Linked DNA regions of Macaca mulatta: region 2 is linked to region 1. Evidence: chromatin contacts called from public Hi-C data. All regions are on one chromosome and are shown on one strand. The core of a region is the stretch at or near the end of the contact, and the rest is flanking DNA. Distances in the headings are between cores, read along the strand shown. Region 1 holds the start of CTBP1 (C-terminal binding protein 1). Region 2 holds the start of UVSSA (UV stimulated scaffold protein A).

Evidence for each region. A called contact is a pair of places that touch in the nucleus more often than the background predicts.
Region 2: a Hi-C map of fetal cortex germinal zone shows a contact between it and region 1, with 6 times the contacts expected there. The contact joins the promoter of UVSSA here to the promoter of CTBP1 in region 1. A contact is called at or near these places in 8 of 14 Hi-C or Micro-C datasets (CD4 T cells, blood, cortical neurons and 4 more).

What each region holds. Positions count from the first base shown.
Region 1 is chr5:1,320,047-1,326,345 of T2T-MMU8v2.0, reverse strand. It overlaps CTBP1 (C-terminal binding protein 1), which reads left to right and starts at 2,577. Exons shown (of 10, transcript NM_001266780.1): 1 at 2,577-2,727. It also overlaps the pseudogene LOC106998226.
Region 2 is chr5:1,440,048-1,446,346 of T2T-MMU8v2.0, reverse strand. It overlaps UVSSA (UV stimulated scaffold protein A), which reads right to left and starts at 3,526. Exons shown (of 15, transcript XR_013417652.1): 1 at 3,328-3,526; 2 at 2,396-2,495; 3 at 866-1,196.

The DNA.
Region 1 (6,299 bases), core at 1,328-3,827:
CCCAATCCTAGGTTGTCCCACGTGATGGACAAAAATACCCCGTGTGGGAATGAAGGCTGGCCGGGGGGAACCTGGTGCCCAGGCTTCTGGCATCCCCACCAAGGTGACTCTCCAGCGGCTCCTAGGACAGCCCATCCGTGTAGGGCAAACGCCACGAGACCCTCCTGTGTGCAGGCACATGACAGGCCCAGGCACAGGGAGGCAGGTGGGCAGGCACAAGAGCAGCCAAACACTGACCCTGGAGGGCGGGGGTCATCTGCTCATCATGGCAAGGACTGGAAGTGGGAGAGGCAGGCAGCGCCCACTGGGGTTGGGACGAGCTGTGCACACGGCTGGGTGCACACAAAGCTGAGGCTTCTTTGTGAGCAACACAGTCACATTTGGGTGTAGGAATCTTGGCTGGAGTTGCCCAACGTGGGGAGCAGACAGCTCTGCAGCCAGAATCACAGCTGGAGAAGGAAGCACTTGGAACAAGCCAGGACAGTGGGACGGGCCAGGGCCAAATAAGAGTCGTGATAACGCACTGACAAGTTGTGTAGAGGGACACTGTGCAGACGGAGGCCATGGGGCGTGCTGATGGGGAAGACGATGGATCCCTGGCTGGCATGCATCCCTCTCCGTTCTTAGTTGCCTGTGGAATTCCAGCGAGCTCTGCTCCAGCTACACTGGACATAAAAGTGCGCAGGAAATGGATCCTGGAGAGGAACTGCTCTTCTGGACTGAGCTTGCTGCTCAGGGCAGCCTCACCTACAGGACCCAAAGCCTTATGTGATGTTTGCTGGACACTCAGCCACGTGGCTGCCTGTTGAGCTCTGCCAGTCCACGTGGGAGCCAGGAATTTCTCCCCAGAAGCCTCTCCATTTTATTCACCAATGCCCAGTAAATCACAACCTGACTTGCTGCAGAGGATGGAGTGCCTGGGACCCGTCTGTCCCCAGCTTCCCTGGGGAAAGAGGGAGTGGCATGTCCCTGCTGCCTTCTGGGCTGCCTGTCCATGCAGAGCAGATAGGAAAGTCCAGTGAGGTCCCTGCCTGTGCACTCCACCAACCACATCATCCCTTCCCGGCAGCCTCACCTAGGCCCCTCCATCTGTGACCCCTTGTCCCCTGCACCGATGTCTGGCCTTGGAGGTTGCTGCTCATTTTTCTGGAATTTTCTTAGATCTCTGCAGGGCTGCCCCTCCCCCTACAAGGGCTCCACACGTGTTCCCTCCTTCATGACTCCCACTGGGCTTCCCTGACAGGGCCCCACCCTCCCCAAAGCTCTGGTGACACCTGCCAGGTTTCCTCCAGGCCACAGCTGGGCAGCCCGGTCTTAGAACAGAAAGTGGTACGCATGGCAGGCCCGACTGAGGGCCCAGCACTGTCAGTGGGGTCAGAGGTCTTCCCAGGCCTGGAAGGGCAGACATGGGCTTCTCAGGGCAGCCTAGGACGCGTCCTCACGAACCACAGCGAAACTAGAGCAGGTGTCTCTCGGATAGGAGTCTGCATCATTCCGTCTCCAGGCTGTGGTTTCTCAAATTATGCAACTATCTGATCATTCCAGTGTGCTCAGAGTAGCCACGCGCAGAGGCCCTTCCCACAACTCCCCACGGGGTGGATGGAAGCGTCCACTCGCGGCGCGAGGAATATCCCTGGGCCCCTTGGGAGAGTCTGCAGGGGCAGCCCCTGGGTGAGCAGGCCCGGTGCGGCCTCTCCCTGAAGGGACTTTCGGGCCCTCCCGGGTCGGGGCGTCTCCCGCAGCGGGCAGAAGCAGAGCTGGCTACAAACCCTACTCTTGTTAAAGGAGAAACGGGGTCGAGAAGGGGGTTCTCCAGCCCTGAACTTCCCGGGCCGGGAACAGCGCCCTGGGCCGGGCAGAACGCGGCCCCTCCCGGAGTCGGGGTCCCCCCCGGCTGGGGACGAACTGGGGCGGGCGCGCTTCTCCTCCCGGGGCCCCATGTGCGGCCGGCTCTTGGACGGTAAATCAGGGCCCGGGTGGGGGCGATGGGGGGAACCCGCGGCCTCGGTGCCCCTGGCCAGCCCCGGGGACAGCGGCACCGCAAGGACAAGTCTTCGGAGGCGCACGGGCCAGGCCGCGGGGCCAGAAGCGAGCGGGGGAGGGCGGCGGCTGGCGGGGCGGGAAGGGAGCGGGGCGGCCGCTGCGCGGAGGAGCGCCATTTACGTTCGGGTCCGTTCCGGGCGCTGACGTGGGCGACCCTGCCTCGGCTTCCGGGCCCGGCGCCGTCCCGCAGGGGGCCTCGGGGCGGGCGGCGCTCCCGCCAGCGGTGCTGAGCCCGGCCCGACCCTGCCCGCCTTCCTCCGGGACAGGCGGTTTAGAACGTGCGGAACACCGGGCCTCGGGCCTCCGCCGGGCTGCAGGCCCCGTGAGCTTCCCGCCAGGCTCCCGCCCCGCCCCGCAGCCGCGCCCGGCCAGGCGGGCCCTGAGCCGCCCGCGTGAGTCCGTGCGCCGCCCGCGCCGGGAACCAGGAGACCAACCGCGAGGCCCCGCCCGCGCGCGCCGCCGTGTCCCCGCCCGCGCGGTCGTCGGAGCGCGGCTCAGCGGCGCGGCGGAGGCTCGGCACGGCGGCGGCCAGGCGCAGGCGGGCGGGCGGAGCAGCGGACGGCACCGAGGCCGCCCCACGCGCCGGACTCGCGGCGGCGCAGCGCGCCGGAGTGGTCGGGGCCCGCGGCCGCTCGCGCCTCTCGATGGGCAGCTCGCACTTGCTCAACAAGGGCCTGCCGCTCGGTAAGGCCGCGCGCGCGCGCGTTTCCGGCCGCGGGCGGGGGCGGGGCGGGGCGGGGGCCGCGCGGGCGGGGGGCGCGGGGGCGGGCCGAGCGCGCGCCCGCGGGCCGCCGGCTTTGTGTGCGAGTGCGCGTGCGCGCCGTCGTCCGCGCGTGGCCGCGGTCGGGGGCGGGACCGCGGCAAGGGTCGTGCGCATGCGCGGGCCGCTGCGTGTGAGCGAGCGCCGCCGTGTGCCCTCCCCGCCCGCGGCCCGCGCAGGTGACACAAAGGGGCCCGTGGGCCTCCAGGCTGCTCCACCGACCCCAGCCCCATGGGACCCGGGACGGCACCCCGAGTCCGAGTCCCGATCCCCGGCCGCTACCCCGTCCCCGGTCACGACCCCGCGGCTGGGCCTGCGGGACCGGGGTGGGAGCTGCGCCGTGCGCAGCTACGGGTGTCCTGGGGAGCGCGCTCCCGGGCCACTCGCGGGAGCGCGCCCCCTCCCGCCCTGAGGCTGCCGGCGACCGCGGCCGCGCGCTGTGGGGGAAGGGGACGGGGCCCGGGCGCCGGGTCTGACCGTGGAGGAGGCCGCCGCCCTCAGACCGGGCCCAAAGCGCAGCCCCCGGCGGTGACGCGGGCGGTCCCCGGGGGTCTCCGCTCCCGCGAACTCCGCGAGGGCCCGGCCCGGCCCGGCGCCTCCACCTGCCTCTGCCTGTGCCGGCCCGGGTCCCGGGGCGCCTTCCTCGCCGGCTGCGGCCGCGGAAGCAGGGAGCACGGGCGGACGCCGGGCGCACGGCCATCGCCATCTTGCAGCGCCCGCATCCTGGGCCGGCCCGGGCCGCTCCGCGGAGCCTTTCTCTCCCTCGACCCGGCTGCAAAGGCAGAGCCCGCGCGCTTGATCCCCGGGCCAAAACTGGAGCGTTCTCTGGCGGCCTCCAAGGGCACCGGTGTCCGGAAGCCCGGCCGGGGCCAGAGCCCTTTTGCTGTAGTCTCCGCGATTGCCGGGACAGAATTCCCTTCCAGTGGGGAAAAGGGAAGGCGGTCGCGCCCTTCCCGGTGCCCTGAGTGGGGAGGTGAAACCCTGAGAGTTGGGGCTAGAGGGCCCGGAGCCAGGGCCGAGGCGGCGGGTGTGCAGAGTGCTCCGTGGAGCCCGAGCACCCCCCCCCCAAGTCCTCTCCACCGTTTCTGTAGGAGCTCGGCAGGGAGCACAAGTCCGTCAGGAAGAAAACGGCGCTGGTGGCTGGGCCCGCGCCGCGGGCGTCCTCGCTGAGCTCCTAGCGCATGGCCTGTGCGCGTCTGTGTACCCGTCTGCGGCTTGGGGCAGGGTTGGGGCAGCACCGTGGGGTAACTATTTGCCGTTGCAGCTGAGGATGACAGCTGCGGTTTGGGGGTCCCTCGTTCTGTGTCCTGGAACTTTGTAGGGCGTGGCTCTGCCCTGGGCCTCAGCACCAGGTCTCCCCTGCCCGCCCAGGCCTGGCCACCTCCCTCTGGGGTCTGGGTTTGGCTCCTGGTTGGCACTGTCAGCTCTGCAGACGCGTTTTGCCCTTTGTGATTCTGTCGCCCATCTTTGAGCACCTGCTTCCATGCTGGCGTCCTCTGCAGAACTCTGGGAGGGACATGCAGTGGGGGCTGCATCTACTCACTGCCCGGGGTGCCTTGTCCACCTGCCTGGCCGTTTTTGAGGTGTCTGCCATGTCCGCAGCATGTACTTCGTCCTGTCAGCCTTGACCAGGGCAGCTGTTAGTTCTGAGAGGTGGACATGTGGTTGGGAATGTCAGTGAGTAGGATCTTCCGTTTTGCACACTTGTCATTAACCTGAGAACATGGCAGTGGGGGAGGGGAGGTTTGGCCCCGGGTGCAAGGGACTGTGGGCTGGTCCTGTCCGTCTGCTGAGTGGGATGGGCCTTGGCCCAGTCCTGTGGGCTTGGCGCAGAACCGACCCCAGCCACATCCTGGGGAGATTGGAGGTGCTGGCTGGTCCTGTCTGCCTCCTCCAAGGGCTGGGAGCCCCCCACTCTTTGGACGTTTGTAGTGTAAGGTTCCATTATCCAGCAGACAGCCACTGTTAACAGTCACTCTGTTAATAAGTTTTTTCTGGAGGAACCCTGGACGGAAGTAGTCACGCTCTGCAGGAAACGGGTCCCAGGCTCGAGAGGCCCAGTCTCTTCCTTTGGAGCTCAGAGGTGGCTGTTCAGCCACACCTGGCTCACCTGGCAGTTTTTCTCCTCTGACTGTAACTAGCCCTTTCAACTTCCTGTGGCCACTGCCCCCAGAGTGTGACCTGGTCTGAGCTGATGGTGGCGTCCCTGAGCCAAGAGGCGTACGGCTGGTACCACTAGTGTTGCTGAGAACCCTTCAGGCAGCGCTCTGTGCCTGGCTGTGCCCTGGCGCTCCCCACGCAGTGCCCAAGTCAAAGGCGTGTGCCCTGTGAGGTGTTTACCCGAGTGACTCTCCTTCCAGAAGGACTTCTTGTTTTCCCCTCCACTCAGGGCTGGAGAGGGCTCCGTCTGGGTGGTGCTGACGGTGCAGGCCTGGCTCAGGGCCCAGGGGTGGCCAGGAGGTGGTGGAGGCAGCAGGTGGTGTCCTCCGGGTTCTGTGGTTGAACTGCATCGCCTGAGGGAACGCTGGTCAGAGTACCGGGGTCCTCTGGTGGTCGCTGGATTTTGGTAGTTGTGGGTAGGAGCTCTGTGCTGGGAGTGTCTGGCCCCCCAGGTCCTCCATTGTCGGCTGCAGTGGCCAGGGCCCACTACTCTCCCCCACACTGGGTCGGGGTAACCCACAAGATGCCACCTGCATCACTGACCGTCCCTTCCAGAAGCCCGTCCAGCCACACACTCCATGTGGTATCTCCCACGAGGAAACGTTCAGTTTTTTCCTGTAAAGTCAGAGATCTCTTGGGTGGCCTTTTGTCAAGCCAAACATTAACCTTGAGTTGTCTCTCTGGGTGGCCAGGCGGTGCCAGTTCTTATGTGCGTTGAAGGAGAGTGAGGATGGCCCTGAGGGAAGCCCAGTTGGTTTGGATGGGGAGGAGTTGGGGCTACGGCCCTGAGAGAGGTGTGGGTGGTGTTGGGACCAGGCCCCTTCTGCACCCTCCCCTTGCACCGCCATCAGCTCCCCAGGCCTAGTGTGGCCCATGCCACCCTGCCCACCCATGCCACCCTGCCTGCCCATGCCACCCTGCCCCGCCACCCGTGTCACCCTGCCCACCCGTGTCACCCTGACCTGCCACCCATCTGTGGTGTGAGGGCTGCTGGGCTGCCCTGTCTGCATGGCTGGCATGAGCCTCAGAGGCGTCCGAGGCTGCCTCTCGAGTGGTGTCATGTGTAGAGTGTCCTGTTGAGAAGGAGAGGAAGGGTGTAGCCCTGATACCCCACGCGTGGTAGGAGCCGGGAAGGTGGTGTTCTGGGGGTCCTGGAGCTCACAGGGCATGTGCATGTGCTCCCTGAATAAACAGGGAAACGTACGGCTCCACGGGTGTCCTGGAGAGGAATCTTGCTGGCAAATCCGTGCCTGTGATCGCAGCCCCTACACTGTGTCCTCTGAGCTGTGATACGGCCCCACAGGCCCTGTGGAGTACCGTGGCTCCCTGGCTCACA
Region 2 (6,299 bases), core at 2,277-4,776, 120 kb before region 1:
AGCCTCGGCTTCCAGAGTCAGCGGGACTACGGGTGTGCAACCTCACACCCAGCTATTCACAGTGCATTACAACAAAACACAATGCACACCTCTCTGCTGTCGGAGCCTGGGAACGCCAGCACATCTGCTAACTCAAAAGAGGCGACGAGACTTCTCACCGCAAGTACCTCACAGGTAGGCAAGCAGTGTGCTTGTTCCATTGGCAGGCAGGGGCTGCTGACTGGACCCAGGGGTCTGAAACAACCCCTGAGCATGAACCCTGGGAGACAGGGCACTCCAAGGGCACACAGGGAAGCCAGCGGGGCCGGGTCATTGCACTGGGGAGGCCTGAGCCTTCATGGCGGGTGGGGTAAGGGGCACGGTAGGGTAAGGGGCACGGGAGGGTCTGGGCAACGAGGCTGGGTTCAGGCCACAGCAGCAGATCCTGGTGGGTTTCATCATGCCAGGAACCAGCCAGAGCCCACAGCAGGATCTGGGTGGAGCCTTAAAGTGCAAGGTTGGGACAGGTCCCAGAGTCCAGGGGCCACTGCCATAGAAAATGCTGCATCTGAGAAGTTGGAATGGCTTTTCCTTTGTCTCCTACACACACATAAAAAATGACACATGCAACCTCAGCTCCATCCACACACACAGCTTATGCTCTTCCTCTCAGAGCTGCGCCGCCCCTATCAGGGAGGCCCTGACCCCAGCTGCTGTCCACTTTCCCACATTCCACGGACGGTCTGGTAGCCGGGGCGCTCAGGCAAGGCCAAGCAGGCCCCTGCCGTGCCAGGTCCGACAGGAAGTGCATCTTCACCCTGGTACAGTCTGCCCTCCTCATGTCAGGTAACCAGAGTCTCTGAGAAAATGGGCCAGGCCCACCTACCTTTTTGTTGTGTCTTAAGAAGTGGTAGCCCAAGGCAAGCTTCTTGTAGGCCTCCCCGAACTTCTCATTCCACTCTTCCACGGCCCGGGTGGCCGCCTGCCTCAGCCTCTGTGCCGCCTCCCTGGGGGGTGGCAGAGGCTGTGCGGGATCCGTGCCCAGCGTGAGCTCCAGGAACTCCTGGAAGTTGGAAACAACCAGCATCCGGAACTGGTGAGACCTGGCAAAGAGTTCGTCCACGATCTGGAAGGCTGAGAGGCGGATCTCGGCGTGTTCCTGGGTCAGCTGTGCTATCAGCAGGCGGTAGGCACGGCTCAGCTGCTCCTCTGAAGACCTGGGGATACGAGCCAGCCTGACCCAACTGCCCGGCATGCAGAGGATGGGTGGGGGGAGACTCTCCGTACAGGGATGCTGCATGCACGTAGTGGCAGGGACCACCACTGCCTTCCCATCTTCGTTCTCCCCTTTTCTAGAGCAGGGTCTGCATACTGCCGCCCAAGGGCCCCATCTAGTTCCCCAGCCCCTGCCTGTTTCTGTGTGGCCCACAAGCCAAGAATGTTGAAACAAACGAAAAATACTTGATGAAATGTGAAAATTATATAGACTTCAAATGTCGGTGGTCATTCACAAAGTTTCATTGGAATGTGGCCCATTTATCCAGCTGCATCATCTACAGCTGCGTTCACAGAGCTGAGGCCTTACGGCAAAGCCTGAAACACAAACCATCCCGCCCTTTAAACACATGCCACCCGGCACAACGCAGACCGCCCGGCACAAACGCACACCGCCCAGCACGCACACTGTTCAGCTGGGTGCCTCCTGATGCGGGAAGGAAGGGAAGGCCTAGAGCTCGGGACATCTCCCAGCCCCTCCTGAATGCTCCTCTTCCCAGCTCCTGGCCCCACATAAACCATTGCGAATCGGATTTCCTGGTGCATGCTGCAAAACCTGACCTGAAATTTTCTATTAAAATGTCAACACTCCATTACGCTATAAACAATCTGTAAGTTCTCGTTTTACAAACGCAGGATACAGGATAATGAGTGTCCTCGACTTATGCTCCACCCTCCGAGGAGAAGTTCTGCTTCCCCCATGAATCTCTGGCTGCCTGAGGGTGACTTGCAGAGATCCTGGGAGGCGTATTCCCCGGAGGGAGAAGTGAACAGGGGTGGACATACCCTAAAGGCGATGGACCAACTCGCCTATCAGCAAGCTCTATTCTCTCCCTTCGCAAAGTCCAACAGCAAAGAAAAAGACACACGTTTCTCTCTAAATCACATATGTGCACTCAGGAAACGGGAATGAAGAGAGAAGCACCAAGCACGGAGCAGTGATGGGTCTGCAACGCCACGCGCCCCAAACCCAGAACATGACCACCCATCAGAGCTGGGTACTGCAGGGCCCTGAGAAAATGTCCTGGGTGTGTCCTCGGGTGGTTCTCTCCCAGGTCGGGGCAGGAAGGCAGGGCCCTGTGTGTGTCCTGGGCTCTGTGGGCCAGTCAGTTACTGTGAGTTACTAAACCCTAAGACATACTTGCAAATTTTCTTCAGTTCCTTCATTTTCTCAGGATTTAGTCTGGGTTCTCCTGAAGTTGTGAGCTCTTCTACCAACTTCGAAAGTTTCTGATCCATATCTAGAAATAGGTAAGGCACAAATGCTAAATCACCATCTGTATTTTATAGCTCTTGCTGTTATTAACGTGTTTACTGGGCTCTACTATAAACCGAAAGTTCCGGGAGGACCCTGAGCCTGGGGTCCATCTGCCGTTACCTCTGGGGGCGCCTCTCTGGGAAATGTGTCCGGCAAGGCCTTTACAGCGGTGATTACGGTCAGTTTTAAAAGTGAACCTTCAACTCGGGACCTCTACAATCCCCTGCGTGTGGGACGCTGCACTGAGGGCCGTGCGTTAAGAAGCAGTGGCACTGTCCAAATCAGCTTTTGCCTAACGTGACTGTTGCTGTTTCCCTTATTCACTGATTCCGCAGGGCAGCCTCCAGCAAGGCTGCAGAGGCCAAAAGGAGCCAAGAAATTCTGAGATCAATGAAAGTCGCGCCCGGAGGCCCAGGGTCGAGCACCGCGGCGTGCAGGGTGGGAAGAGGCGAGAGCCTGCAGCACTGCCAGGAAAAGGCCGAAGGACCCGGAAGGAAGCGCCAGGGGAGGCCGGGGCGGAGGCTGGGGAGCTGCGCCCTACCCGGGGAAAGCAGCGGCCCGGCGGGGCCCGCGCGAGGCTGGGGCCGCGGGGTCGCCCTCGCACAGCGGCTGCACCGGGCGGGCGCGCAGCTTTCGGCGGTGCTCGGGGGCTGCGGCCTGTCACTCGGCCCTGGGCCCGCCCTCCGGCCCCGCCGCCGGCGCTCTCGAAGACACGGGACACGCTCCGCCCGCAGGTCTCTGCCCGGCGCCCGCAGAGCCGCCGGTGCTGAAGCTGCTCGACCCCCGCCCCCCAGCGCAACCACAGCCCCACCTACCGCTGACTCGGCGCTCGCCTCGCCCCGCCCCTTCCGGCGGGCGGACCGCCCCTCCTGTCAGGTGCCCAAGAGCTCTACAGCCATTGGCTGTCCCTGGGCCGGACGCATCAGGAGCTGGGGTCACCACGGCGACGACTGCACCTACCTCTTGACGCGGCCGTTCTCGCTGTTGCCCCATCCTTTCCGGCAAAGGCCCCGCCCCTATCACGTGCTCTGAGCTCGGCAGCCAATGGCTCACCCTGGCCGAGGAGGCGCAGGCGCAAAGACGCGGCCGAGGTCTGCGCGGTGACGTAGGCGCGCTCCCGGCGGGGGCGGGGCAGCCTGGGATGGGAGACGCGCTAGAAAAGAGGCGGGAGGGCGCAGAAAGTCCTTAAAGGGGCTGCGGTGTGCGGGCGCCGGGGGCGGGGCCGGCCCGGAAACTGAGGCCGAAAGGAAGTTCCGGTCTGGGCGTCAACGCCACGCCTGCCCGGACTTTCGCGGCCAGGTCCCTTCCCCTGCGGAGGGCCGGTGAGGACTGCCCAGGCGGGAGGGCGCGGGTCCCTGGACCCTGGCGCCCTGGACCCCGCGGCGCCTGCCCGCTCGGGCCCGAGAAGGGAACCCCTGGGCGGGCTCGGGGTTCTTCGGGGCCCAGCTCGGCGCCAGACACACAGCAGATACCCCTGGGCCCGGGCTGGCCCCGGGCAGAATGAGGAGCAGAGGCGCCGTCCGTCCTGCCGCCGAGGTCCGCAGCCTGGAACGGAGGGGAGTGCGAGGCCGGCTGCGGACGGACCGACCTGGAGGTGGCTCAGGAGGAACGCGGTGTGCACCCCACTCGCGGGGCGCCCGGCACAGGCCACGCAGAGCAGACGCCCAACTGGGCGTCCGGGGCTGGGTGCATGGCGGGGGCCGCCGCCGGCGGGGCGGCGGGCCGGGGTTTCTTTTTCGGGGGGATGGGCATGCCCTTGCATTAGAGTGGTGGTAGCTCACAACCCTGTTAATCGTGTTTTTGTAGGGTGGGTTTCTCAGTAAAGCAGTTCTTTTAAAAAAGAAAAGAAGAGGGACTCCCTGCGCCGCCCCTCTCTGCAGCACCAGCCTCTGTCCCTGGGCGTCAGTGGCTCCCAGCTCCTAGCCTGCAGGCACCCTGAGCCGCTCCCCCGCCTCACCCCTTCCTCACCCAGCCTCTTGCTTCACTGAGCAAGCTGGAGCCAGATCCTCCCTCAGCGCCCCTTGCCCTGTGCACCCAATCGCCGGCCTGTGGCTTCCTCCAAGGCACCCATCCAGCAGTTTCCCTCTGTGTTCTACAGCAGGTTTTTTTGTTGTTATTAGTTCTCATTAGCATAAAAGGGTGCCGTTTCTCCCATACTAACAAAACCCTCTCTTTATCCGACTTCTCTCACCAATTGCTAAGTCCAGTTTCTTTTACACTGCCCCGGGGTGTCCTCTCAGCCCTCAGGCTCTACAGCACAGCCAAGCTGCCCGTCCACTGTCCATTGCCCTCTATCAGCTGATGGCCCTGCAGCCTTTTTTTTTTTTTTGAGACGGAGTCTCGCTTTGTCACCCAGGCTGGAGTGCAGTGGCGCGATCTCGGCTCACTGCAACCTCCGCCTCCTGGGTTCAAGGGTTCAAGCAATTCTCCTGCCTCAGCCTCCCGAGTAGCTGGGATTACAGGTGCCCACCACCACGCCCAGCTCATTTTTGAATTTTTAGTAGAGACGGGGTTTCACCATGTTGGTCAGGCTGGTCTCGAACTCCTGACTTCCGGTGATCCGCCCGGCTCGGCCTTCCAGAGTGCTGGGATTACAGGCGAGAGCCACCGCGCCTGGCCTGCCCTCATCCTGTTCGCTTGGACCAATTACCTGACTCACTTGGGCTTCTCACTTCCTCACTCCATGCCCATTTGGTTTGCAAATCCTGATAGCCCTACCCTCAGAACACATCCAGATCTGAGCAGGTCCCACTGCCTCATTGCCACTGCCAATTCCCGGCCACCCCTGCAGTGGGTCACTGCTGTCACCTCGTCTTTCACTTGTGCCCTGGTACCCCTAGACCATCATGCAGCAACCAGAGGGACCTTTGAAAGTCTAAGGTCGGATCACAGGATTGCTCCACACAGAATCCTCCTACAGCTCCCATCCCAGGGCAAAGCAAAACCTGTCGTGGCCTGTGTTTGCCGCCCACTACGTCCCACCGGTCGACTTCTCCAACCTGCTCTTGCTATCACACTGGGCCTCTGGGGAGCAGATCCTTCTGCCGGGAAGCTTCTGCCAGCATCCAGAGCTCCTTCCCCATCTCCGTCCAGCCACTGCTCATGTCTCACCCCTGAGCAAACACTTCTGCACCTTCCCGCCTCCCCGGCTCAGGACCCCCCCCCCACCCCCCCGGCCGTTTTCTTAACCTGCTCCGCTTGTTCCCAGGGCACTTCTGGCTTTGTATCACACAGACTTACTATCTTACTAGCTGATTCACTTTTTTCTCTTCACCCCTAAAACATACAGTCCATAAAAATAGAGATCTTTGTTTTGTTTCATGAAGCCAGACACAAAGTAGTGCTCAATATTTGTTGAATGCTGGATAAGATTAGAAAGCCAAGACAAATCATGATAAGAATTAGATGATATTTTATTTTTTTGTTTTCATTTGAGGCGGAGTCTTGCTCTGTCGCCCAGGCTGGAGTGCAGTGACGCGATCTCGGCTCACTGCAACCTCTGCCTCCCAGGTTCAAATGATTCTTGTGTCTCAGCCTCCCAAACAGCTGGGATTACAGGCACCCACCACCATGCCCAGCCAATTTTTGTATTTTTAGTAGAGACAGGGTTTCACCATATTGGCCAGGCTGGTCTCGAACTCCTGGCCTCAAGTGATCTGCCCACCTCAGTCTCCCAAAGTGTTGGGATTATAGGGGTGAGTCACTGCACCCAGCCAAGAATTAGAAGATACTTCTAAAAGACATTTTAAAAGAACCAACAGAAACTTTGAGATGATAAAACCCAAGC